Linked DNA regions of Gossypium hirsutum: all the other regions are linked to region 2. Evidence: chromatin contacts called from public Hi-C data. All regions are on one chromosome and are shown on one strand. Each heading gives the region's core, a stretch centred on a gene start, on an enhancer-like site or on the middle of the called end of the contact. The rest is flanking DNA. Distances are from core to core; before and after follow the strand shown. Region 1 has its middle 19 kb from the start of LOC121204635. Region 2 holds the start of LOC121203531 (L-lactate dehydrogenase B). Region 3 holds the start of LOC107931703 (F-box/LRR-repeat protein 13). Region 4 holds the start of LOC121204635 (NADH dehydrogenase [ubiquinone] 1 beta subcomplex subunit 8, mitochondrial).

The links. Hi-C and Micro-C count contacts between places; a contact is called where the count stands out from the background.
Region 1: a Hi-C map of leaf shows a contact between it and region 2, with 2.2 times the contacts expected there. The contact joins the enhancer-like site here to the promoter of LOC121203531 in region 2. A contact is called at or near these places in 2 of 34 Hi-C or Micro-C datasets (both in leaf).
Region 3: a Hi-C map of leaf shows a contact between it and region 2, with 2.1 times the contacts expected there. The contact joins the promoter of LOC107931703 here to the promoter of LOC121203531 in region 2. A contact is called at or near these places in 2 of 34 Hi-C or Micro-C datasets (leaf and petal).
Region 4: a Hi-C map of leaf shows a contact between it and region 2, with 4 times the contacts expected there. The contact joins the promoter of LOC121204635 here to the promoter of LOC121203531 in region 2. A contact is called at or near these places in 6 of 34 Hi-C or Micro-C datasets (callus, leaf and petal).

The regions. Positions count from the first base shown.
Region 1 is chrA08:115,280,260-115,287,051 of Gossypium_hirsutum_v2.1, forward strand. No RefSeq gene overlaps it. Among protein-coding and RNA genes, the nearest start is that of LOC121204635, 19 kb to the right of the region's middle. Within about 2 kb of position 2,227, at least 4 of the 9 cell types and tissues checked have an H3K27ac peak or open chromatin away from gene starts, as enhancers often do. A contact at or near this core is called in leaf, where this site is marked.
Region 2 is chrA08:115,467,674-115,474,756 of Gossypium_hirsutum_v2.1, forward strand. LOC121203531 (L-lactate dehydrogenase B) reads right to left here and starts at 5,298. Exons shown (of 5, transcript XM_041074865.1): 1 at 5,082-5,298; 2 at 4,634-4,806; 3 at 4,453-4,515; 4 at 2,209-4,370; 5 at 900-1,468. The coding sequence starts at 2,817. The coding sequence ends at 1,025.
Region 3 is chrA08:115,692,584-115,699,530 of Gossypium_hirsutum_v2.1, forward strand. LOC107931703 (F-box/LRR-repeat protein 13) reads right to left here and starts at 4,866. Exons shown (of 4, transcript XM_016863639.2): 1 at 3,660-4,866; 2 at 3,396-3,554; 3 at 2,894-3,309; 4 at 2,510-2,806. The coding sequence starts at 4,649. The coding sequence ends at 2,785. LOC107931739 (scarecrow-like protein 27) reads left to right here. Exons shown (of 1, transcript NM_001327336.2): 1 at 1-1,074. The coding sequence ends at 1,068.
Region 4 is chrA08:115,297,887-115,304,101 of Gossypium_hirsutum_v2.1, forward strand. It overlaps LOC121204635 (NADH dehydrogenase [ubiquinone] 1 beta subcomplex subunit 8, mitochondrial), which reads right to left and starts at 4,815. Exons shown (of 4, transcript XM_041074864.1): 1 at 4,428-4,815; 2 at 4,240-4,326; 3 at 4,019-4,114; 4 at 2,356-2,626. The coding sequence starts at 4,565. The coding sequence ends at 2,570.

The DNA.
Region 1 (6,792 bases), core at 977-3,476, 190 kb before region 2:
TTTTCGTCTTTATAACATATTTTAATTTGAGATTTAATATTTATATATTTTAATATTTTATAAAATTTGATACTCAATTTTTATAATATCATTAATTATTTTAAATATTTTATACTAATTAAAATAATTATGTGAATGTAAGAATTGCTAACTCTATTAAAATTATTTGTTAAATTTAAGTTCATTATAATGTCAGTTTTTTATTATATGACTATCAAGTGTTTTTATTTTCAAAAAGCGACGTCAACAAATTTAACAGAATAAATTTTAACGGTGTTGATAATTAAACCAAAATTTTTAAATTCAAAATTTAGATGGACTAATTTTTTTTAAAAATAAAGGTATGAGGACTAAATGCTAAATATATGAAAAGTCCAAAAGCTTAGAGTACATTGTGTCTTTTAATCTTTTACTTTATAATTAATCATGAGATGTGGTGTGGTGATTCGCCATTTCATCCTTTAACTATGTGGTTGAGGGTTTGATCTCCACTCAAAAAAAAAAAATTGAACCACATTCCATGGCCAACACGTTTATCTTTTCGGAGAGCATATGTGATGAGAAAAGTAATCACTGCTATCGGCTAACCTAAAAAATATTTAACTTGATGTGAAACCTAAAACCATACTAGTGCATGTGTATATATATACGGGTTAATATTTGACACACTAGGAATATAGTTTTTTTTATTTCCACAAGTAGGGGTGAGTATTCGATCGAATCGAATCGAAAATTTTCGAGTTAATCAAGTTTTCGAATCTTATTTTATCATCCTAACTTTATTTGAAATTTTGTCGAATTGAGTCGAGTGAGATGGAATTCGAATTGAATCAAATCGAATATATTTGTTCGAGTTAAGTTTTAAAAAAATGACTCTAGCGTTATTTATTTTTATGTAATTTTTCAAAAAACAATTTTCTTTAAAGTTTTTAAACATGATCATACAACAAAAAATTAAAGTAAATAAGTGAATAAATACAAGCAACACAATATCAACCCAAATAAACAACATTAGTCTAAAAAAAACAAAAAAATACAACAAGATTATAATAAAAAAACATAAGTAAAAGTCAAAGTAAATAGCATGAGTCGAAGTAAACAACAATATTATAATAAAAAAAACATAAGCAAAAGTTCAAAATACAATAGAAACTTACACTACTCCAAAAAAAAAACAACACAACAAAAGTTTAATGGAAATGAGGGTTTGAATAGAGAGTTTAATTTTAGGGTTTCATAAAAAAAACAAAGTCTAGAGAGAATAAGAAAAATAATTGGAATTGGCTGGCATGGGGGTTTGAATTGCTTTGGGGGAGGAATAGGCCAATTGGGTTTTGGCAAAACAATTTCTAGACAAACGGGTTTGGGGTTGGGGTGGAAAAAAAATGGGGTAAAATAAAATATTTGGGCCTAGGGTAATTGGGTTTGGGTTTATTAATTAGTAAAAGTTTAAAATTTAAAAAAATTAAAAATATTGTTTATATTCAGTTTATTCGAGTTATTCGAATTTGAGAATTCAATTCGACTCGAACTCGAAATTTAAAAAAATTCAAGTTGATTTGATTAATTCGATTAACTCGATTCGAATAATTCGAAATTCGATTTTTTTTATATTTTTTCGAATCGAATCGAATTTTGCTCACCCATATTCACAAGTAACTTTAAAAATTGTCATGTGTCTCTTTTTTGTTAATATTTATTTTTTTAATATTTTGCTATACATCTATATGACATTTGTTAATCCCCTAACCTTGCTTCTATTGTCAAAGTTTATGGGAAAATATTTAATATACTAACAATATGCTCTCTTTTTTCTATAAGTAGTAGAGTCTAAAAACTTCACAAATAATATATTAAACCCCATATAAAATAAAAGATGATGTTATTATGGAATTATCTATAAAGCTTCTTATGGGCATGAAGTTTATAATATTCACAAAATAACTAAAATTAGGAACTGTAACCTTTGTATATTTCTAAAATGAAATTATTGAATGAGAATAAAGAAAGAAAAAGAATGGAATACGTGGTAGCGTAGCATTGCTGATTTTTATTTTGCAAACTGTTGACCACAATCAGATATCCTGGTATGGGACATGTAAGTGGGTTTACCACAAGACGTCGCTATCATTCTTAAAATTTTCATGTCGTTTATTCCTTGGATTACTAGAGTAAAGTAAAGATGTGATTGATAGACGACACAGTGGCCGTGGTCCATGGAGCATTACAACCAATGAAGCACAGTGTTGTGCCCGTGACTAGCAATTTGTTGAGGAAGCTGATGTACGCCTTCTCACATGGTAAGGGAAAAGAAACCTCATTTTTTCTTCACGGTCATCACTGCACAAAAAAGGCAAAGATTCCTTGGCCTTTCTTACTGTTCGATTTCTTCAGTGGGAAGATTACTGTTTGATTTCCCACCAGCAAAATTCTCCTGAGAATTAAAACAACTTCTTCATTCTTGGATTTGTGACTAATATGATAAGAAATATATCTGGTTTGGGTTTCAACTCTTCCTTCGGTTTACAGCTTTGAGGTACTTTTAAGGTAATTTAAAATTTTATATAACATTTCATTTCAAATATTACTTTTAACCCCTAATCTTAACTTCGCAATAGTGTTATTTCATAATATAGGACTAATCTCAATCAAGTAATTTTATATTCTCGTGATAATGTGAGTTTCTGACATTTTATTCATTTTACTTCAACCGAAATAAATAAATAATAGTTAAATTAATTAAATTAATTCGATTCTTTATATATTTTTAGAGTAAGCTACAAAAATAATCACTTAATTATTGGTGTGTTCTTGTTTTGGTCATTTAAGTTTAAATTTTTTTTATTTTAATCACTAACATTATCAAAATATAATATTTTAGCCACTCCTTTATTAAATAAGGATAGCCTCTTTTTAATGGAATAATAACAAAATTTTAACCTTTTAATGCTTATAAATTCTATTAATTTAGTTCTAATTCTAAAAAAAATGAATAAATTTAACCCTTCATTTTACATTTTCATTTTACATAGTATGATAATTTAATCTTCCTTCTATTCAAAATTCAAAATTAAAAAATGACTAAAAATAACATCATGCTCACTAACTTAATAACTTGAAACATGACTAACTACCACTAAATATATCCATGACTAACAAATAAACTACCCATTAAATTAGCCATGACAAAAAACATAAGAATCAATGGTTTAACTTATTTCCTAAAATATTAACACTTATTGAACTTGACACCATAGTTAATGGCCCCTTTAACATATCTAACCACCTTTTTTTGCAGCCTTTAGGTGTAATTTGCTTGCACAATGCATGAAATGAGACAAAATGCTTGCAACATAAAAATTGTTAGGCCTTGTTAATGTGAGATACATCAAGCAACCAACCTTACTTTTGCAGTGTCATTCATCCAATTTCTCAACTCTATCATCTTGGCTAAGCTTCTCGTTGGGATTCATAGGAGTACCCATGATCTTGCATTCTTCTATATGGAACTTCTTTAAAAAATTCTTTAGCATACTTCCTTTGACAAATGAAAAAATCTTCTTGGTTTTGCTTGATCTCCATTATAAAAAAAAAAAGAAAGAAAAAAAAGTCATCAATTTGAGTTCAGTCATCACAGAAACAATCATAATATCTTGCTTAAATTTAGTAATGAGACTTGCTTCTTGTAATTAAGAGATCATTCACATAAAATGAAATAATGATAATGTTAGAGTCATAGTGTTTAACATAAAAAGTAAATTCAAAAAGGCTTTTACTAAAGCTTAAACTGATCAAATGCTCATCAATCCTACTATACCAAGCTCTCGATGCTTGCTTTAAACCATGAAAAGCCCTTTTTTTTAGAAAATAAACTTTATCTTCCTATGCTTTTACTACAAACCTTTCAAGTTGTTCAACATAAATCTCTTCCTGACGAAGTCTATTGGAAAATGCTAACTTGACATCCATATTATACACCTTCCAACTCTTTTAGGCCGCAATACCAAGTAGCAAATTGATTCTAACTAGTCTAGCCAGTAGTGCAAACGTGTTTGAGTAGCCTACACCAAAAATATGAGCATAGATTTTGACCATGAGCCTGGCTTTGTGCTTATTGAGAGAGCCATCAACATTCTAACTTGGTTCTGAACACCCATTTTTCCCTAATCACTTTCCTGTATAGTGGTTTACCAACCACCTCCCAAGTCATTTTTTTTAAATCATAGACATTTCTCTTACATTGTGGTTATCCATTTTAATCCTTTTGCTCCTCATACCCTGTAGGTTCGCATACAACAACATTGCACCATTGATAAATATCATAAAGAAACCTAGTACATCTAACATTAGGTTTATCCAACCTAGTACATCTAACATAAGGTTTATCAACTATCTCATCAGAATTTTTCTAAGTAATGGTATTTTGGACGCCATTTGGATCTTTTCAACTTTATTTTTTATTTTCTATAAAATCCATATCTCGACTTATCATAAAGTTTCTTGTTTTAGGCTAAAAAACCTTGTAAGCGTCGGAACTCTACTATAACCCATAAAAGTGCTTATGGTAGCCTTTTTTTTATCTAATTTGACTCGCTTAACCTAAAGCTACTAGGTAAAGCTGTTGAAGTTGGCCTGCATGTAGCACATGAAGTAGCTAATGAGCAGACCATGTAGCTCAAGTCATGTGGATGAAGTTGAAGATTGAGCTGCTTTAATATTTCCAAATGAAGTGCATGCAAGCATGCTACAACATGTATGCTTGATGTAATTTCAAGTTTTTTCTTAGTTCAGTTGATGTCATTTAATTTAGTTTGTTTTGAACTTGGTTGGTAATGTATTTAATGTAATTAGGTAGTGTTTGAGCTGATAAATCAGCTTTGTTAAAGTGTACAAGTTTCATTTTTCAGGTTTCAATGTATTTAGTGATAGTAGGTGATGATTAGGTGATGACCAGCTCATGAACTGGTATATGTAATGGCTCAATGCCTTTATTTTTTTTTTCAGTCTATGAAATCATTGAATTTCAAAAATACTCTCTTTTCTTTGTGTTTCATATTTGCTCTCCAAACCCGATTTTGTTTATTTTATTTAGCAAACATAAAGCATTGCTGCTTAAGCTTCTGTTAACCTTCATTCATCTTTGTCAAAAACCCAACAATTGGTATCTAGAGCTAAATTCTTAGTGGACCTGTTATATTTCAATTTTTAAAACCATGTTTTCCTCAGGTTTCTCACCAGCTGCACCACTTGTCTTCAATGGAGAAGGCTACCACATTTAGATAGTAAAAATAAAGACCTACTTACAGACATTTGACCAATGGGAGGTTGTCAACTCAGATGTTGAACCAGTACCTCTTAGAGCCAATCCAATAGTGGATGAGATCAGGCAGCATGCAAATGGAAGAACCAAAAGGCATAAAGCTATGTCTTGTATTCAAAACAGTGTGTCAGATGTGATCTTCACAAGGATCATGGCTTGTGAGTCACCAAAACAGGCTTGGGATAAGTTAAAAGAGGAGTTCCAATGGACTGAAAGAACAAGGCAACAACGGCTACTAAATTTGAGAATAGTTTTGAAAACTTAAAGATGAAGGAGGAAGAAACAGTAAAGCAATACTTAGACAGAATTATGGTTGTAATGAACAGCATCAAACTACTTAGAGAACAATTTAATGAAGCAAGAATTGTAGAGAAGGTGATCTCAACCTTGCCTGAAAGGTATAAGGAAAAGATATCATCCCTTGAAGACTCAAGGGACCTGACCAATATCTCATTGATAGAGCTAATCAATGCTCTTTATGCTCAAGAGCAAAGGAGAGCCAGCAAACTGGAGTAGCATCAAGAAGGTGCCTTCCAAGCCAGGAACAAACCTATCTCGATCTCCTCTCACTACAAAGGAAAGAAGACCTGGTCAAACAAACCTAGAGCAGAAGGTGCAAGAAGATATCTGCCCTACCTACACTGTAGAAGTCTAAGTCATCCAGGTGAAGTTTGTTGGTTTAAGCCTGATGTGCAGTGCAAATTCTGCAAAAAGATAGGCCATGCTGAGAAAGTCTGTAGAAACAAAAGCAATCTCAACAACCAAGAGTTGAAGCTCAAGTAGCAGAAGAAGGCAGTAATCAAGAAAAGTAAGTCTTTGCAGTCTCTTGCTCATCTGCCAAAAGAAAAGCTGCTAATGGATAGCTAATTGATAGTGGTTGCACAAACCACATAACTCCTGATGCTACTATCTTCAAGTCAATTGACAGAAGCTTCAAAACTAAAGTGAAAATTGGAAATTGACACTTCATCAAAGCAGAAGGCAAAGGAGATGTGCTGATAGACACTCTTATAGGTACCAAACTTGTTTCAAATGTCCTATTGGTGCTTGAAATTGATAGAAACCTACTCAGTATAGCTCAGTTGCTAGAGAAGGTTATTCAGTGGTGTTTAAAGGTAAGGAATGCCAGATTAGTGATCCAAGTGGATTCAAACTCATGTTAGTGACCATGGCTAAAAAAAGCTTTGTTGTTGATCGGAACAAAGACTTAGATAGTGTCTACACAGCTATTTCAGATGGATCTAAGTTATGGCACAAAAGGCTTGTGCAACAGCCCGATCTAGGGCCTAGTCAAAACAGTGGTCTCGGGACCACAAATTTGAAGTTTGGAAAATTATTTTTATTATTATTATGAGGTTATAGTATGATTATATTAGTTCATGAAAAAATTGGTGAGTTAATTTTAATGTTTATGAGCCCGATTGCGAAAAAGGACTAAATCGCATTAAAAGAAAAAGTTGCATTTTAGTACC
Region 2 (7,083 bases), core at 4,048-6,547:
ATATGTTAATGAATATTATGCCATGTGACATGGTTGGCATGGATTAAAATGCGGATGTGTATAGATAAGCAAAATGGTATGTTTAGTATTTAGTTAAAGTAATGAAATTGTACTAAAAGGAGTATTAATGCATGTTTGGTACATGAGATGAAAAATGTTGGTTAATGATTTAGTCATTCGCATGCTATGAAATTTGATGGTCATAAGGTTCGAATTACGTATTTATAAAGCATATGTAGTATGGTTTTGATGCAAGTTAATTGGTTCGAAAATTTGATTATATCCATGATATTGATATGGTTGAATTTTGAAACTTGGTTCGTATATGTAATATGATTAATAATGCATGTTTGATTTTAATTGGTTATGTGCTTTATATATATATATAAGAATTTGACTTGTATAAATAAGAGGATTGCTATTAATTTGAGTATGGAAAAATTTTGTAAAGGAAAATATATCATTTTATGCATGAATAGTAATTAATGACTATTCTGAACTATATTTTGATCGGCAATGCCTTGTAACCTTAATCCGGAGACGGATACGGGTGAAGAGTGTTATAAGGTGTTATAAAATAAAGAGTAAAGAGAGTAAAAAAAAAAGAGAGATAAGTAATTCTCTATTGATCAATAGGTATATTTACCACTATAAACATAATAAGTATAAATGAAATAAAACTTTATTTCTAATGGATGTTAAAGTCTTAAAATTTATCAAACTTCTTATTCTAAAATTAAAATTTAATTCATTAAGAATTATTTATTTTTAAGTACATTTTAATTAATGAAGATTAAAATTAAATAGAAGGAAAAGTACATTTTTTATTTAATACATGTGATTCAATTTGATTGATTGATGAGATGAATCAATAGCTAAGTACTAATAAGAGGTAGCAATTTGTTGAATGATTTTCCAATCTAAGTATCTGCAGGTCCAACAAAACTTAAATACCAAGTATAAAACCTAAAATACACATTAAAGAAAAAGAACCTTTCAAATATTGGTAGGCAACGGTAGTTTCTTACAATCCCAACTGACTTTGAACTTCAAGAATGGTCTCAGCCGATTTCCTAAGCCTTTGCACCTCCTCATCAGTCAAATGGATATTGGTGACGCCCAAGACCCCACCTCTACCGAGCTGTGCTGGCAAGCTCAAGAAAACTTCACCACCGTCGATACCGTAAAACCCCTTGGCAAGGACTGAGACTGGGTGGATTTTCCGCTGATCTCTAAGTAGACTTCTAGCCAAGTTAGCCACTGAGTAGCCAATTGCCCAAGAAGTGTACCCTTTGAGACTAATCACCTCATACGCACTCTCAACAACAGCTTTGTGAATGTTCTCAAGGGTCTGCTTTTCGTAGGCAATTTGCTGGTTCTTTAGGAAGCTTAACACCGGCACTTCACCAATACTAATGCTAGACCAGAGTGCTACCGAGCTGTCTCCATGCTCACCAACTATGAAGGCCTGCAAATATTTTTACAAGCATTGTTAAATTGCTACTTTACTACCTGCTTTCTAAACGGTAAATACTTCAGCAAACTTGTTGAATAGACCTTCCCCACACAGAATTCAAAACTAATTTTAGCTTTTAACCTTATATGATATTTGAGAACTGAGAGTAAGTTCCCTTGTGCAAATGCAACCCAAGTGAAGGATTTGCCAAAGGCATTTCATTGTGTCGTTAGCCCCTGCTATATGTTTCTTTTAGCAATTCAACTGCCCATAAATCGGATGATATTACACACGCTCAAATTCATGAGACATTAACCAATAAGATGCAAAAAGACAAAACTAAATTCTGAAACAAGCTACCTTTCAACCCATGAGACATTAAAACTTTTAAAATCTGGATATAAATAAACTACACACAAGCAAAATAACTAATTATGTACAAATTTACTAACTTATAATGATAATGAAATTTTCAATGAAAACTTAAACCCACCAAACATACATGAACATTACATACACCATATTTTAAGTCAATAAGCATAGTTCTACTATCGAATAATTCCACCAAATTTTTTAAAATTTCAATTGAATCAATTAACTGAATATTTCCACCATCTTCCAAGAGCATATTTCAACTAAAATCACACATTTAATTTTAATGTCAATTTATTACTATGTGGTCCCATTATCTAACGTTATATAACAAATAAGTAACTATTCAGTTGCAATAAAATATTAATATATGATCTGACCTGCACATCCTGAGCGTTGACGTCCAAATGATCGGCGATCAAGAACCGAAACCTCGACGAATCCAAGTTTGTTCCCGAACCGATGACCCGATTCGATGGAAATCCCGACAGTTTCCAAGACACGTAAGTTAGCACATCCACCGGATTCGAAACAATCAATAGAATCGAATCCGGCGAGTACTTTGCCAGTGGAGGAATAATATTCGAAAACAGAGCAACGTTCCTCTGCAGCAGATTCAGCCTAGACTCGCCAGGGTTTTGACGGGCGCCAGCAGTGACAATACACAGATCAGATCCAGCGGTGACGGAGTAATCAACGGACGCGTTGATTTTAGTGCGTGGGAGGAACGCCGCGGCGTGTTGGAGATCGAGCATTTCGCCGCGGAGCTTGTCAGACTTGGCGTCGACGAGGGCGAGTTCATCGGCTAAGTCCTGGGTGAGGATAGTTTGGGCGATAGCCATACCGACGTTCCCAACTCCGATGACGGAGATCTTGGTATGGCGCTTGGTGGAGGAAGGTGGATCGGTGTTTAGGATGGGCTTGAAGAAGGCTTGAGCCAGGTCTAGACCACCTGGACCCAAGGAAGAAGCTGAAGGACTCTTTTGCATTATAACTATAGAAAAAACAATCAAAGACTAGTGAAGTGAAGTGAAGTGTTGAGTTGAATTAGTTTGACTTGGTTATGGAGCTCGTTGTATGTCTTGTTTGGAGATTATGGAAAAGGGAAATAAGGGTTGAGTGCACAGTGCAGGAGGAGGAGGATATTATGGGGTTTTCAGTTATTCTCGATGCCCATAATTTTCGAAAAATATTTTCCACATTTGGCCGTGTTAATTTTATGAAAAACATCTTGACGGATTGAAAATAACTCATACAGAAAATAAGTTATTTTGAAGAGCGCAAATTATTTTTAGTAAATAATTTATTTATGTGTGATTTTGGCTTTATATAAAAATTAAATTTATTCTAGATCTATTATTTGCAGACGATTGTATTTTACTTGGGGAGACTACAGAAAGAGGTGCTCATTATTTGAAGCAGATTTTGCACGAATATGATATTTGTTTTGGTCAATGTGTTAATTATAATAAGTCTACAGTATTTTTAAGTATCAATACGCTGGAGGAGGAAAAAACAACAATTTCCAACGTACTTGGGGTGCATAACTCAAATGATCCAGAACGGTACCTTGGCTCCCCAGTATGGTGGGAAGAAGAAAGAAATTGTCTTTTCAAGTCTTAAAGGATAGATTTAAGCAATAAATCGTTAACTGGAGTATAAGGCATCTCTTTCAAGGAGGGAAAGAGGTATTCATAAAGGCTATCCTTCAATCCATTCCAACTTACACTATGGGTTGTTTCTTACTCCATAAATCTTTATATGCTGATTTGAAGAGTATAATTGCTAAATTCTAGTGGCAAAAAAGTCGAGGTAGAAATGATATTCATTGGTGTGCTTGGAAGGATCTATATTCATTAAAAGAAGATGGTGGCCTAGGTTTCCAAAATCTTGACAAATTTAATATTGCGTTATTAGCTAAGCAGGGTTGACGCCTTATTAATTTTCTCAATTCTTTGTTAGCTCGAGTTTTGAAAGCAAAATATTATCCAAACTCGAATTTTTTTAATGCTCAATTAGGGAATTTACCTTCACTTACCTGAAAGAACGTTTGGGCAGCAAAAAGACTCCTGGAGAAAGGCCTATGTTGGAGGGTTGATATGGGGGATCGAATTTCTGTTTGGGATGATCTATGGATTTCGGGAGATGAAGCAAACAGATTACAGATATAATTGTTAATACCTTTAATGCGGATATTGTAAAGAAAATTATGTGGATCCCTTTGGCGGAGACAATACACGATGAATTCCAAGTGTGGAGAAGAGAACCGTCTGGCGATTTCTCAGTTAGAAGCCCCTATAAACTATTACAGGAGACTAATTCGGATCCTAGTAATAATATATATAGGCTGAGACTAAAGATTTTTACAGAAAAGTATGGAATTTATACATCCCTTCGAAAGTTACAATAATAGTATGGAGAATCTCCTGAAATTATATTCCTACTCTAGCTAATCTCAAGCATAAAAAAGTGGTTGTGGAAGCTCATTGTCCTCGGTGTCGTCACTATGGGAAAGACAGTAACCATATATTTCGGCAGTGTCCTACAACAATGGTGGTATGGATGTACTTAAACCTTTTCTGGGTACTTAATAATGTCATTCAAAGCATGTGGGAGTGGCTTACCTAGGTTTTTAGTCCGGGGACTAGCGAACAGTGTCGTCTTTTCTGTTGCGGACTTTTGTTAATCTGGACATATAGAAATTGGTTAATCTATGAAAGGAAAAGTACGATGGGTAGGTACATTTCAAAAAAAATTTTATAGTTATATTTCTGAGTTGGACGGCATAGAAAAGAAGAAACTCACCTTAAAAGTATATAGAAGCCATAAATATGTCGATAGGAGAACAAGTGTGGCAATTTACTTTGACGTAGCCTTCGACCAACAATCTTGCAGATTTGCTTCGGGAATGGTAGTACGAGATGTGGGGGGTGAGATCTTGGCATCAAAGACGGTTCTCCACTTCAATGTAGCATCTCCTTTTGCAGCGGAGGCATATGCAGGATTACAAGCCATGCGATTAGGAATTTCTATGGGTTTTAGTATTTTGGAAATAGTGGGAGATTCAAGAACTGTAATAAAGAAATGCCAAATTATAGATTTCGACAGATCGGTTATTGGAACACTTATCAGAGATATTCACAGCAAAAAGGTCCATTTTCAAGAGATTGAGTTTCATTTTATCCCTAAAATAGAGAATACATACGCCCATATTCTTGCGAAAAAGACACTAAAAAAGGGTGAAGGCCATTACTTGCTGGATGATGTTCCAGGTTATGTTCGTCGCGCACTGGAGAAAAGTTGGCCAAGGCTACCAGACTGAAAAAGGAAAGTAGGCCTTCGTTGGAAATAGGTAGCAGAAGACTAAAAGATTTTTTGAAACCTACTATCATCAAAAGCTGGGACGGTGATATGAAAGGACACTGACTTATAGTGTCTAGCTGTTGATTTCGATTGGTATAGGATAGGATTAGGTTTCCTTTTTTTGTTTCATTCATTTTAAATTTCATGGGCCAATTCTGTGCAGATTTGGGTCCTGCTGCTTTGTTCATGTTTTAATTGGCTTTCTTTACTGGACTTAAGTCTAGTGCTATTGAAACTATTTGTTTTATTAAGGTTTAAGATTTTATAAAAGTCCAGTCGAGTTTTCAAAAAAAAAAATTTACTCAAGTTTAATATTATTATATTAAAAATAAATTTTTATTTTTTAAAAAAATTAAAATTAAATAAAATATTAATACAAATTGTTAAAATTTTTAATATTACTAAACATAAATATTTAATTATTTATAGATAATCATATAATAAATTATTATTGATATTAATAATTTATTATTTAATATTTCAATTTTATTTAATAATAAATTTTTTAAATAATATTTTTGAAAATATTCAATATTAATATTTTAATAATAAATATTTATTACATTTATAAATATATTAATAATAAATATTTTGTAGTATAAAGGTTAAACTATCATAAGTCTATGTAATCTTCACAAATTAGGAATTTTGTCCCTATAATTTTATTTTCAAAAATTTAACCCCTCTACTTTTCAGATTTAAAAGTCAAGTCAAATTGTTAATATTGTTATTTTTTTTGTCAATTTTGTTGATGTCACTAATTTTAAATAAAAAATACTTAGTATTCATGTAACTAAAAAAATGATGTTATAATGGATATGAATTTAACAAAATATTTTTAATAATACTAACAACTGAACCTAAATTTTGATATCTAAAAAGTGAGATTAACCCAAAAATAAAAGTACATTAACTAAAATTTAAATTTATGAAGAGTTCAAGGACTTATAACATATTTTAACCTAGTATAAAAATATGAATATTTTAATTAAATAAATTTGAGTATTTATTTAAATAATGCTTAGCTTCATTTATCCCTTATAACTTTAATGTGATAATATGTACTCTTATATATGTAATATATGTATTTAAATTAAGTTTTAATTAAGCATTATTTATTATTAAGTTGACATATAACATTGTTTATTACAAAATATTTTCTTATTATAAAAGAAATTTCGATTGGTAAAAGGAAATTGCACTATAATATTTTATAACAAATATATTTACCTCGTGTTTTTTACAAAGAATAATGTAAAATATTAATTTATAGGTATAAAATAAACTCAATTAAATAATAATAAGAAGAAGAAAATCTCAAATATATGTTTGTTTCATTACACACACATCAATTCACGACACATCAAACCATCTTCAGTAGGGACAACTTGCCTTTCGCAACCCACATAGCATAGAATTTTTATAACTCAAAGGAAACAAAAAGGAACTCACTAGAAACTTCAAGACAAAATATACTCTACTGGTCTTTTACCTCGATTGCTCGGGCATTTACTAACTTTTTGAACTAAATAAGAAACAATAACAATTATCAGACCATTTATCTACTAAAATTTGATCATGCATGCATTGATGTAAGGACGTAAATACCCTTGACATCAATCTTATAGTTTTCCAGAAATACCAATAAGTTAGTACTTATAAGTGACGTTTTGACAAGCTTCTGGAAACCTTTTTCGTTTCTTCTAGCGAAGATAACTTAAAAAGAAATTTTTAAAGGATGTAGGAAAACACAGAGAAAAAACAAAGGTGAAACATGCCGGTTATAAACACCCTTTTATAGCACAGACAACGAAACATAAGCTTAGTAAGAAGGTAAAAAATCTCATTATCACCCTTGAAATCTAAGACTAAACTTGCATAACAAGATATGA
Region 3 (6,947 bases), core at 3,616-6,115, 220 kb after region 2:
GCAGAGTTGGTAGGGACTGGGAATTTTGCACACGCGCGCGGGATATTGGCGCGGCTCAATCACCAACTATCTCCGGTTGGTAAGCCCTTTCAAAGGGCTGCTTTCTACATCAGGAAGGCTTTACAATTACTTATCACGAATAACTCAGTCTCTCCCCCACCTCCGAAAAGCCCCACCCGTTTTGACGTTATCTTCAAACTGTTAGCTTACAAGGTCTTCTCTGAAGTCTCTCCGTTTATCCAATTTGTAAATTTTACCTCCAACCAGGCTCTGCTTGAAGCTCTTGATGATGCTGAACGAATTCACATTATGGACTTCGATATTGGATGTGGTGCTCAGTGGGCATCCTTTATGCAGGAGCTTCCCATGAGGATTAGAGGAGTTCGTGCATTGAGAATTACTGCCTTTGCCTCGCCCTTGACGCACCATCCTATTGAGCTTGGTCTTATGCGTGAAAGTCTTATGCTATTTGCTAATGAGATTGGTTTGAGTTTTGAGCTTGTGGTGCTTAACTTTGATTCTTTAGATCAAGCCCCTTACTCTTTGCCCTTGTTCCGAACAAACCAAAATGAGGCAGTGGCTGTGAATTTCCCAGTTCGGTCTTCTTCGAATCAGCCCTCTGCTTTGCCCAATCTTCTGCGCTTTGTGAAGCAGCTTTCCCCAAAGATTGTGGTGTCTTTAGACGGAGGGTGGGATAGAAATGATCTGCCATTCCCAGAGCTTGTAACCTGTGCTTTTCAGTCATATAAAAACATATTTGAATCACTTGATGCTGGTAATGTGACTTCGGATGTTGTAAACAAGATTGAAAGGTTCCTTATTGTGCCAAGAATTGAAAGCACTGTGTTGGGGCGACTGCGAGCACCTGAGAATATGCCTCTTTGGAAGACACTTCTATGCTCGTCTGGGTTCACCCCTGTAACATTCAGCAACTTCACCATAACTCAGGCAGATTGTGTAGTAAAGAGAGCTCAAGTAAGAGGGTTTCATGTGGAGAAGCGTCAGCCTTCACTTGTGCTTTGCTGGCAGCAGAGGGAACTTATCTCAGCTTCAGCTTGGAGGTGCTGAAGAGCAGAGCATTGAACAGGCAGCGGAGGTTTGTTCTTGTAGCAACTCACTATCTATCAACTCTATCCTCAAGTACCAAGCTTTTATGACTGATTGCTTGTGAATATCCTCTGCTTGTTGACAGTCTAGTATGTTTTAGACACACCGATCTTGTTGCTATGCATTCTGGTGTTCTTTTAGTGAGAAGCTGTATTTTGTTCTGGTTAAGGTGGTGATGTTATGTTGTATTTTTTACAACAAATGAGAGCTAAAATTGCAAATTCTGACTTTCCAGAATTTTTATGTTTCTGGGGTATAAAATTGTATCTTAATTTGAATTTGAAACCTAGTACTACCTATCTAGTATGTTGCATAAAATCCATACTTTAACAGTAGAATTGCATGACTTTTGCTTTGGTTGGATATATTGCCTAGTTTTCAACTGGTTCGTCTGATAACAAATGATTGAAAATAATGTTTTCTTGTGCGTAATTAGACAAGTGATTAGTCTTAATGATGTTGAGATTTAGTGGAAAAGATGCCAAAGGAATCAGGAAAATATGTCCATGGTGGTGTTCCTGGCCACACTGGTATAAGAATATAGCAAAGGTCTTCCACGCTGCTACTTGGTGGTTATGTAAATCACGAATTTTTGCATTTGTTATTGTCGACAATTATGAGGTGTTTTGTCATTAAGAACATAACCACCATGGACGTTAAGAAATACCAAGGTAGATATCATTTAGCTGGAACCTTCACTCAGTGCCTTCCTTGGGAGACCCTGAGAGCATTTGGAAGACAACACAAAAACACCTAAGATTAGCTATATCTGCTCAAAATCTCTTAAACAGTCATTGCTGGCTGCCTTGGTTTATCAACTACTTGATTGCTGAATGATTTTGATTTATATATTTGCTTGTATGTATTACACCAAACACGTAACGCGTAATTCTCCGTTTTTTAATTCCTTTAATAAAATCTCAGTACCCTGCTATATATGTTTAGAGTCTTTTGGATACAAATTCTTGTCTTTTAGCACTTTGAACTTGCTGTACCATTTCTTTTTTCTCCTGATTGGTTATTGGGACATCTAATCAAAGTCACATGGGTCATGATTAATGGACCCACCTTTCCTTTATTTTGATAACTCATTTTCCTGTGCTGCTTTTTGTTTTTCATTTTGGAGGCGTCAATTTTAATCAGTATAAATACTAAACATTTAATTTAAAGCAATGAATTGATAATAATTCAATATTTAACTGTCAAGTAATATATCATTTTTAATTATCTACAGGATTACAATTATACCGAATTCGAGTTTGGGTTGGATAGTATTTAGTTGAAGAAAACATAGGTGCAGTCTCATCTCATGAGACATGAGCTAGCTTGTGCCTCTCCTTTTGCTTCTTTATATATATTAACCAAACTAGAACTAACTCAGAGTGGAAAGCACAAGGGAAAGTGAAGAAATTCTGAAATGATAATTCATGTGGGTCGCAGGAACAAATACCCCTCGAGGGGAAATATGCAAAAAAGTAAATGGTAACTGAGAACATTAAAATTGAAACATTTAAAACTAATACTTGATATGTGTAAAGTAGATGACACTAGAAATAGGTGAAGGAAAGGAAGAAGAGAAAAAAACAAAAGAAGCAGTCGTCAAGATGGGCATATCACTCCATATGCATTGGTGTTGAAATTCGATCATTGATTCTTCAATACAGAGAACATGAAATTCTAGTCGCCAAAATGACGTCTCCTGAAATGATAAACAGAATAAATATTGGTTAGAATTAAGCATTGATTGATTTGGCAACAAGTAATTAAGGAGTTGAATAGTAGCCACCAGGATTCAATTCGCCATTCTTGTCCAAATTTGATTCGAACACGAGGAGAAGCTTTACGAAAATTAAGGATGGTTGCTATAATAGAATTAGCTTCTTCCTGGATTGTATCAGAAAGTTGTTGAGGGTAGCCAGATTTAGTAATATCTTGTAACACATTGTCATGCATCACACTCAGATCACCCAGCCGCCAAAACAGCCATAGTTTTCGAAGATTCACAGCCTTCTCCAACAGCAACCTCACCAACAGCATTTCACCATCAAATCCTGAAAAGCATCTCACCTCAGCTATTTCCAGCTTTTCCAGATTTCCAACTTCGTACGGATTACGTTGTGAACTCTCGCCCTCCTCATATTCATCTGCCACGTGACCTTCGCTTATACATTGGCAGAACACAGCCCCACTTTCCTCCCGAAACTGTTCATTCATTTCACTAACCCGTAATTATAAGAAAAGCATCATTAATTTCAATTAAGTTTTAAAAGTATTGGTCCAGAACTTACATCTACTGCAATTTCTATGAGAGAGGGGCAATCCCCTAAGAAGGCAACCAGGTTGTAAACCGCATTTGGAGATTTTAGTGGACCATACCAAAAAACATGCGTGAGATTTTGGAATGTTTGGAATGGGATGCCTCTTGTGTAGTACTCTTTTGCGACGAACTTATTTATACCAAAGCAATATATATATATATCAGAAACAACTATATATCCAAGAATATGCAAGATTAAAACAATGTATGAAAAATAAGACGAAACAAAAGGTACCTCCACAACCGCAAAATTTAGAATCATAGTGTTCACATGCCTGATTTGATCGATCAATTCTCTAACGTGGACAGTATATGCCTCATTCATTGGTTCCTCCCTCCCTTGCAAGAGTAAAATTTGTAATACCGGACAGTTGTTCAAATAAAATTTGGTCAAGTCACCTGAGTAAACCAGGTTTCCGACAAGTGGAGCATCAACACGTAATGACCTGAACTCCCCATCATCACTATCTTCAAGACACCTAAAACTAATCAGCCTAAGATTTGGACCACTGATGTTAACATTCTTAAGCCCCTCACACATATTAATGACCAATTCCTCAAGAGGGACGCATTTACGAAGGAACAAATCCACAGTCGCATCTGCAAGTTTGCAGTGGGTGAGAACAAGAAGCTTAAGAGAAGAAAAGACTGACGCAGCAATAGGTTGACCAGGACGAGGTGGTTTAAAGTCAACAAAGCTTAAAACAAGGTGCTCCAGTATTTTACTTCGATTGGAGAAAAGAGAATCTGGCAACTGAAAGAATCTCCTTGCTAAAGAAACTGACATGAGGCCTATCGTCAGTTGACGGACGTTCTTGGAGAGTGCAAAATTGACCCATCTTTGTACATCAGGGTTAGAACGCTCGCTAACGTGGCCAACAGTGGTGAATTTTATGATCTGAGGAGATAGGAGGAGGTCTAAGCAGCGAGTAATTGGAGAATAGTCGGCTTGGTTATCGGAGAAGGGTAAACTGTGGAAATCTACGCCTTGGGTGTGCTTCCAGAGATTACTCCACCTTTTACTTAAGATGCTGGTTCGGACAACCGAGTCCATGGGCATCTTGGATAGAATGCGGGAAAGCACTGTATTAGGTAATGCACTGAGTCGGTCTCGTCTACGACTTGTTCCGGCGTTCCAATCTGAAACCTGATCCTTGGTCATTTCCAACCATTCCAGCCTTCTGTTCACAAGACGACGAAGACTAGAATCCATGACAACTTCCATCTTTGATCAACAAAATCCAACGACTACAAACTGGAAACAAAGAAAGCAAGAAGATTGTTTAATCAAGTATAAAATGGGAATCCACTCTTTCTAAAAGAAAACAAGAACAAGAATGAAAGAAAAAATAAACATGGAAAGACACTTCGGTTTTTTCTGTTTTTGGTCGATCATTTTTTCCCCTTTAATTAACTGATTAATAGCAGTTTCAGTTGACACCAGTAAATTTTATTTCCAGTTGTATAAAATCGACTTAATATACCCATAACTTAAGGTAGGAAATTGTCATTCATTAAAGAGCGAGCACGGAGCAAAGCAATCCAATGTACTGGGCTGGATTCAGTTTCCACCCAAATGGATTTAATATAAGTGAGAAACAGGGCCCAACACAATAGGCATACTGATTGTGCGGTCAATGATTTTATCAGGGAGATAGACATGGACCACTCTAATGTAACCAAAATACATTGATATGGAACTGTTGGGGAAAATAATTAGAAAGGAATATGTGAGACAAAGCAAAACACCTGATATGTAGTAGCAAACCAGAGTTCTTAAACTGGGTTGAGATCAACAGGGACGATAAAGAGATTATTGATGAGCTAGTTACCATGGAACTAAATAGAATTAGAAGCGATTGTCAAAGGCGGAGTGGGGGTTGATGAGACTCCTTTCATGAAATGTTTTTGGTGTTGGATCAAGACCAAAACAAATGGCTATTAGAAAATCGTTATAGGATACTAAATCGGATATGAAGTTGATAAAGAAGTCAAAGGTTGATGAGGTTAAATCTGGTGTTTGATTTTTTTTATTTTTTATTTTGTAGGAACTTAGAAAACAGATCAAGAAATCACAGCAAAGTCTTGAGCTAGAAGCTACTGTAACTTGCTGAACAAACAAGGAAATCGACTTAAATTGTAACAAGAACAGATTACTCAATAAGAACCAAAACAAGAAGAGAATTCTGGTGAATGATTCATCATCTCATTTCTGAAACAAAGCATTACATATATCAAGTAATCAACTTGTCAAAAAGATGAAAATATTGCCTAAACACACCTAACTCCACTAACAAAGTCTTGAAACGTACAAAACTTTGCTTACACACTTGGTTAAGATGATTTATCAAATCTATCAGCACCAAATTGCATCAAATCCCTTACATACTTAGTTCTAGTGTAACTAAGTAGCAAAAACATCAACTAAAAAGTAACAAAACAGCAACATATTCTTCAGCTGCAACTTGCATGGCTCGAACTGCTATGGTCTGCATGAAAGCCATCTTTTAACATTCCTTCTTGGCTTCCATGCTGCAAACTCCTAATCTAGCTCTCAAATTCTCGAACCTTGGTACACCAAGAGGTTTTATGAATATATCAGCTAACTGATCTTCAAAACTGCAATGAACCAATTTGATTTCTTGAGATTATTCCACTTCTTTAACAAAATGAAACTTGATCTTAAAATATTTTGTTTTGCGATGAAATACTGGATTCTTTGCAATTGCAACAGCAGATTGATTATCACTTCTGATCTCTATTGCTTCTCTTTGATGTAAGTTCATATCTGCCATTAGCTTTCTTAACCAAATTTCTTGATTAACAGCTGATGCAGCTGCAACATATTTAGCTTCAGCTGTTAATTGAGCAACAATGGATTGTTTCTTTGAACTCCAACAAAAAACAGCTAATCCAAGGGTAAACAGATACCCTGAAGTGCTTTTCATATCATCAGTTGATCCTGCCCAATCACTATTAGTAAAACCAACAAGCTTTATTGTGTCAACCTTGGTGAACATAATTCCAAAGCTCAGAGTTCCTTTGATGTACCTGAGAACTCTCTTTGCAGCTTGAAAATGGTTCACATTGCAATAGTGCATGAACCTGGATAGGAGACTGACTACAAACATTATGTCTGGTCTTGTGGCTGTTAAGTAGAACAAACATCCCACTAAGCTCCTATAGGTAGATTTATTAACCTTATCAAAACCACCTTAGCTAGATAGCTTTCCTTCAACAACAACTGGAGTAATGGTTGCTTTGCAATTTTGCATGAAAAATCTGTTTAAAATTTTTAAGGCAAATGCCTTTTGGCTTATGAAAATCCCTTGCTGAGTCTAAAATAACTCCATCCCAAGGAAATAGGACATTTCACCCAAATTAGACATTTCAAGCATACTCATCATTTTGTCTTTGAAATCTATCAGCATAGCATCATTTGATCCCAAGTACTTCAGCAAAAACTTCTCGGTTATTTGATCCCAAGTAGTGATAGAACCTCGTGGTAGGGAGTTCAACCATT
Region 4 (6,215 bases), core at 3,565-6,064, 170 kb before region 2:
AGGGAGAAGCCAGATGGGTTGACAAGAGCCCAGCCCCACTAAAATGATAATTTTCAACTTTAATCCCTTTATAATTTATAAATTTTAAATTAGTATATAGTAAAATTGTACTTTGGCCTTCTAAAAATGAAAAAAAAATTGATTTAATCCTTTAAAACTTATAAAGCTATATTCTGTTAAAATAGAAATTTTTTATTTTTGCTATTATAAAAATATACAACTTAATTCTAGCCCCTCCTCAAAAACGATATACAACTTGATTCAACATGCAATTCATTTTTAGTTTCAACAATCTAGCGAAGTGACTGATTGGATATGTGATTAGCGCTGAAATAATTTATAATTAAGTTTCAGCTTTTCGCTTATTAATTATAAACTTATTTAGTCATGAAGTCATTTCGCTATAGTATCGTGATTGAGCTCTCTCCAACGACATACCATTACAAAAGCAACTCGATTAGTGCTCATCCAATCACCTTGTCATAAGTGTTACCCTCATAGGTTATCTTTAATGTCTTTGGGATAAATCCATTCTCCCAATATCATCTTATTTTATCTCATGGTAATCATTATATCTTCATTCATGAAAGGTTAATTACTATCAAATAGTAATCAAGTCATTCATCACCAAGACGAACGAATCATGACCACATTTACTTTTCATCAACCATGTAATGCCAATGAGAATATATCATTTACTCATATATTGGGTTATGAATTCCAATGTTTTGAATGACGCTACATACTGCAAAAGTCCTGTACCTAGTACACTAGCTTTCGATTCCTTATTTATTTGAACTCAGGATTTAGTTACATAAAAGTATATGAGTCACGCATACTTTCTTTGTCATCCACTCAAGATTAAGGTATGTTACACTTTGAACGTCACAAGTGAATAAATCCATAAATAGATTCAAGATCTATTCTTATTGGGTCTAATCAGTCACATCTATGTCTCTATCTCTAAGAATCATCTACTCTAATGTCCAAGATATGGAATCTTCCCAATTGGATTTGATATACGACATATTAGTCTTTTGATCAGTTTGCTCATTTTGATTAGACTAAGGACATGTTTAGATTCGTCTACTAATATAATGTCTTTTCGTATTACGATTCAACCATGTAATACCATTTAGTAGTAGTTTAAACATTAGACAATTAGTGAGCTAATATTTGCTTCTATTTTACTTTGCATGCAAAAATTACAGGAGAAAAATTATACAAAATATATTAATTTAATCTATGAATTATTTTATTAACCAATCAATTTAAAAAAAATTATAAATTTACAAACAAATATACTATATTCAATGCACCAGATTTCATAATAGTTGTATTGGTGTAGCAAGGTCTCTACATTGTTGGGTGTATTCCTAGAAGCACTTAGTTGGCTTCTTTTCAATGTTCTGTAAGGAAAAATAATATAGAGCCATGTCCAATAAGTGCTTATATCTTGGAAGATATGCAATAATATATTTTCATCTTTAGCGTATGCAACCATATTACAACAATACATAGTGAGTAGGCTATTGGGCACTTCATCCTCTCACTTTCCAAACTCCAGGATGACATAATATGCCAAAAAAAAAAACTTTTTAACAAGCTAGACACGAAATTTATAGCTAGTCACTAATCAGTTTAAGACTAAGTATGGTTAATATGGTTAATTATCTATGACTCTACTATTTTAGAATTGACCTAAGAAAAATCTATAAAAAAAAAATCCTAACAGAATAAACTCGATCTACTTACCAAATCTAAGTTCGGGATTACAATAATGCGATTAGCACCCTTGCTATTTGCCGGTTGATTGCAAAATTGTATGTCCTATCAACACTTGAATTTGTGTGAAATTGTGTCTAATTTCCAGGCAAGTTCAGTTTCACAGAGCTCCAATTTCAACGCCCTACTCTCTTTTTTGTTTGCCACACTTCCTTACTTGTCTATTTAACCTTGTTAACCACCGTTTAGTCTATAGGATATAGCCTTTGCTTAGGGTTATTCTTTTTCTTCTTTTTTTTTTCTTTTTTTTTTTGGGGGGTGGGGGTCAAATTATGCTATTCGACCCTATACTTTGACCCAAATCTTAGAAACAGAGAACCCAACGTTGCACTGCTTACCTATTTATAAACAGTTATAGGTTACATAACTTTATTGAGACTTGTCAAGGTTGGAACTTTACTCAACTGCCTACAAGCTCTACTCAAACAAATTGTAAGTACAGCTTTAAGTAATTGTTTATCATTCATTCTTTAACATGGAATGGACAAACTGTTCTACACCACAATCTACTTTTTGTAACATTATAGCCATATGGCATCATCTAATTACTGCAAAATTTGGCACCAACCCTTTGAAAATAAAAGGAGGCAACGCATCTTTTAATAAGATTTTATGAACCAAAACACATTGGGTTATTTGTTCAAATTTCAAAATGTTAGTTTCAGCAACAAGCCCACAGAATCCATTATTTAATTGTTTTTAAGTTCCAAAAGTAAACCAATAAAGAACAGAGGACACAAGTGAAACGAACAATAGATGTATAGAACTTTGCATATGGATCTACCTACGGTTCTCCACCAAGCTCCACTCGCAGGTTGTAATATGGATATACTTTTGGTGCCTGCTTAACAGTAGGGAAAAGATATCAATCAGCATGAGAAATATCAAACAACGTATACCAGCAAGTAACATAACATTAAGACTGTAACAAACTAAACTCTTGCAAGCAACAAAAATTTACACCAAATTAATGACACGTAGGTTACTTCTCTCTAGCTACTTTTTGGGCTGCTAATGACACACAACATGAAATGTTGATGGATGTACCATTGAAGAAAGGAATTAAAAGCCATACAAAATAAAAAGGATAAGGAATCTTCTAAAATAGACATCACTAAACCCAAAGCAAGCAGAAGACTTCCACTTACCTAGCAGAAACATCATTGTTTAAATAGCACAAGTAAACAGTGGTTTCCATTGATTTACCATAAAATATCTAATGTGAACTCTCAAGAACTTCAATTATACCTTTCAAAAACAAAATAACTTTAATTATCTATGCAATTGACATGGCAGTGCTAGCATATTGTCAAAAGTAATACCCTAAAAAGGCTTCTTGCGAAGCCCAAAATATATTGTCAAAGTTGCTAACTGAGCATGAGACGGATTTCAAACTCCAGCAGGCAGAACAATGAGACAGAAGGCCAAACTAGCCAGTAGCCCCCAATGGAAGGGATTTCCTCAACAATTCAACACATCTAACAGGGGAAATGCATTTCTGAAAATATTTCTAAGTTCATCAGAGAATCAAGCAAGGGAAAACCAAAGACAAGGGCTTTCTATCATGAACCTTTGCAAAATTCATCCTCTCAACCATAATCATTGTTGAGAAAACAGGCTAGAGTCCTCTAGCATGAAATATCTTCCATCCTAAAGCAGGTAGTTCACATATCCCCCTATTCTGGGATAATGACTCACTCGAGCTTGAAGTTCAAAATTTCTCAGCTTAAAACATGAGTGACATTATGGTACCTTTTGATTCGGTCACTATCCTACATTCCTATTTTCCCAATTTCAAACATATCCAAAACACCACTAAGCTACAAATATTAATATTACATGAACACGTTAAAAAAACTATAAGGTAGCATTTGGGGTCTCGGGTTTCAAACTTTGGATTTGAATTTCGAGAATAGTGCAAATTGAGTGATAATACACATACAAATATATTACTCATGATTGTTTCTCAAATCCCTGGATTTGTTGGATGCCTAGTAGTGAATTTGAAATTCCCAAGGAATTTAACAAATTCATGCTTTTTATACTTTCCAAAAACGCATTATATTGAAATTCATCTAATTTATTCATAATATATACAATTCATTCTCACAATTTATATAGCAAATGAAATCCAAATCCAAGAGTTTCAATTTCATATTCCCAAATGCAGCATAAAGAAAATTGAATTGAACTAAGGCAAAGTCAACTAATCAAGTCAGAGATTTGAACTCACGAATGGAATCTTGGAGGCCTTATCATTCCACCAAGCCAAAAATCCCAACGATGCAAAGAAGCTCAAGCCTCCACACATCCAAGCTAATGCCTCATACTACTCCCAGAAAAATGAAACATAGGAACAAGAACAGAGAAAAAAAAGAGAGTAATTTCTTCAAATAATCCAAAATCCCACTACCATAAAACACAAATGAACATTTAAATAGAGAACTTACTTACCTTTCCGACGGTATCAGCGATTCGATCAATACAAGGTTCTGGAAATGCAGTTCCATTGTCCCAAATTAGCTCGTCATTTACAGGAAGCTGAAAGGTTCCAGCAGGAGTAAAATTGTAGGGTTTTGGGTTAGTCTTTTTAATGATTTTCACTGAATAGATCTGAAGAATTATGAAGTGATTGAGCTTACGGGCTTGTCGGGAACGATATGTTTGCCGACAGGGAGACCCATACCGGAACGGAGTCGAAAAGAAGAGGCGACGGAGCGCGATACGACGCCAGTTCCGCCCATTATACGTGACGCTACGTTGCTCAATCTTCCTGCCATTTCTTTTCTCCTCGGAACTTTCTGCAGAACCAAACTCTGGTTTCTGTATTAATATTTAGCTATGACTAATTCCAATGGGCCATTTGCCCACGATAGGGATAGATAAATGATATTCAAACGATAAACAAAACGTAATAGATTCGAAGCCGAAGCCCATCAATATGGACCTATGGAAACCTTTTTAGTGTCAAAATTGTGATATTTTAATATATTCTACTTGTTCAAATATCAGGTTTTAGGTTTGATTTTCACATTACATAAACTGTTCTGTTTCTAAATATATTCTAGTCGTCCAAATTTATTTTGATTCAAACCCAAATATATTCTAGATATTTGGAGCTGTGAGTCTATTTGTACTCATAATTTTTTAAGTACATATTACAAATTGAGGGGAAAACACGACAATAGATTTTAAACTTTAGTCTTTTGACGGTGAACAAAGGACTTAATCACTATTCGTTAACGCTTTAAAAATTTTAAATATATTTTTTTCAAAAATTTAGTTTAAGATAAATATTTAACTTGACTTTGAAATTAAGCCTCTTTCGTCCCAAGGTCCTCCAACACTTAACCTCGACCTTAGATCTTGCAAGCTTCTATTATCACCCAAAGTTTCCCTTTATCTTGAAACCACATACAAATGTATTTAAATTCCTTCAACCCTGAGGGGTTTAAAGAGTCCATAACCTCTTTAAGGTCCTCATATAAACCTTAGATCTTGCAAGCTTCTATTATCACCCAAAGTTTCCCTTTATCTTGAAACCACATACAAATGTATTTAAATTCCTTCAACCCTGAGGGGTTTAAAGAGTCCATAACCTCTTTAAGGTCCTCATATAATCCATCGGTGCCTAAGACGTCAATCCCTTAAAGTTTTTATATCTCTTCATTTTTATTAACCTCGTAGTTATAGCTCCCTAAGAGGAGTTTGAGGAGTTCATGTGGCACATCCATGATTGTCCCTTGCATTTCATAGACTCGTCATCATAAGATACCCCAAGTAGCAACGATCTTTTCCTCCAAAAAGTTTGAATTCCCCACTCAGGCTCCCTTTATGATCACCTTGGTACTTGACACACTGGTTCTTAAGACCTTCGTAATCTTTCCCCCAATTTACTCAAAGGTTTCAATCCTCAAAAACCAATAGGAGTCTAAGGAGCATACAAGCCACCTATAGAGTCCCATCGATACAAGAAAAGATGTGAGTGTAGGGGTATGATGAGCAAATGCTTATATATTTTAAGTCTTAATTCCCTCACATTTGCATTGTTCTTAATTAATTTTTAGTTAGTTTTGTATAAATAGGTCCATTTTTCCATTAGCTATTGAAAAAAATTAGTTTTAAGTTATTCTTAATGTTTTTGTGTTCTTGAGTTACAAAGCTTTTCCAAAGTCTTCTTGTAGACATTGGATTGAGTTCAAGAGAAAAAAAAGCATATTCGAAAGAGGTGGAAAAAGGAAAAAGCTGGAAAATGCAAAAAGTCTGAATCTATTTGCAAATAATTCACTTTACATAAACACAAAAAGTAAGAATATATTCTACTTTTCGTCAGTACTCGAGTTTCAAATTTGTGATATTTATTAAATTAATTAAGCTTTTGGTCTTTTCCGCTCTAGCTTGAGATCTTGCCTTAGAAAAGCCTTGTAAAT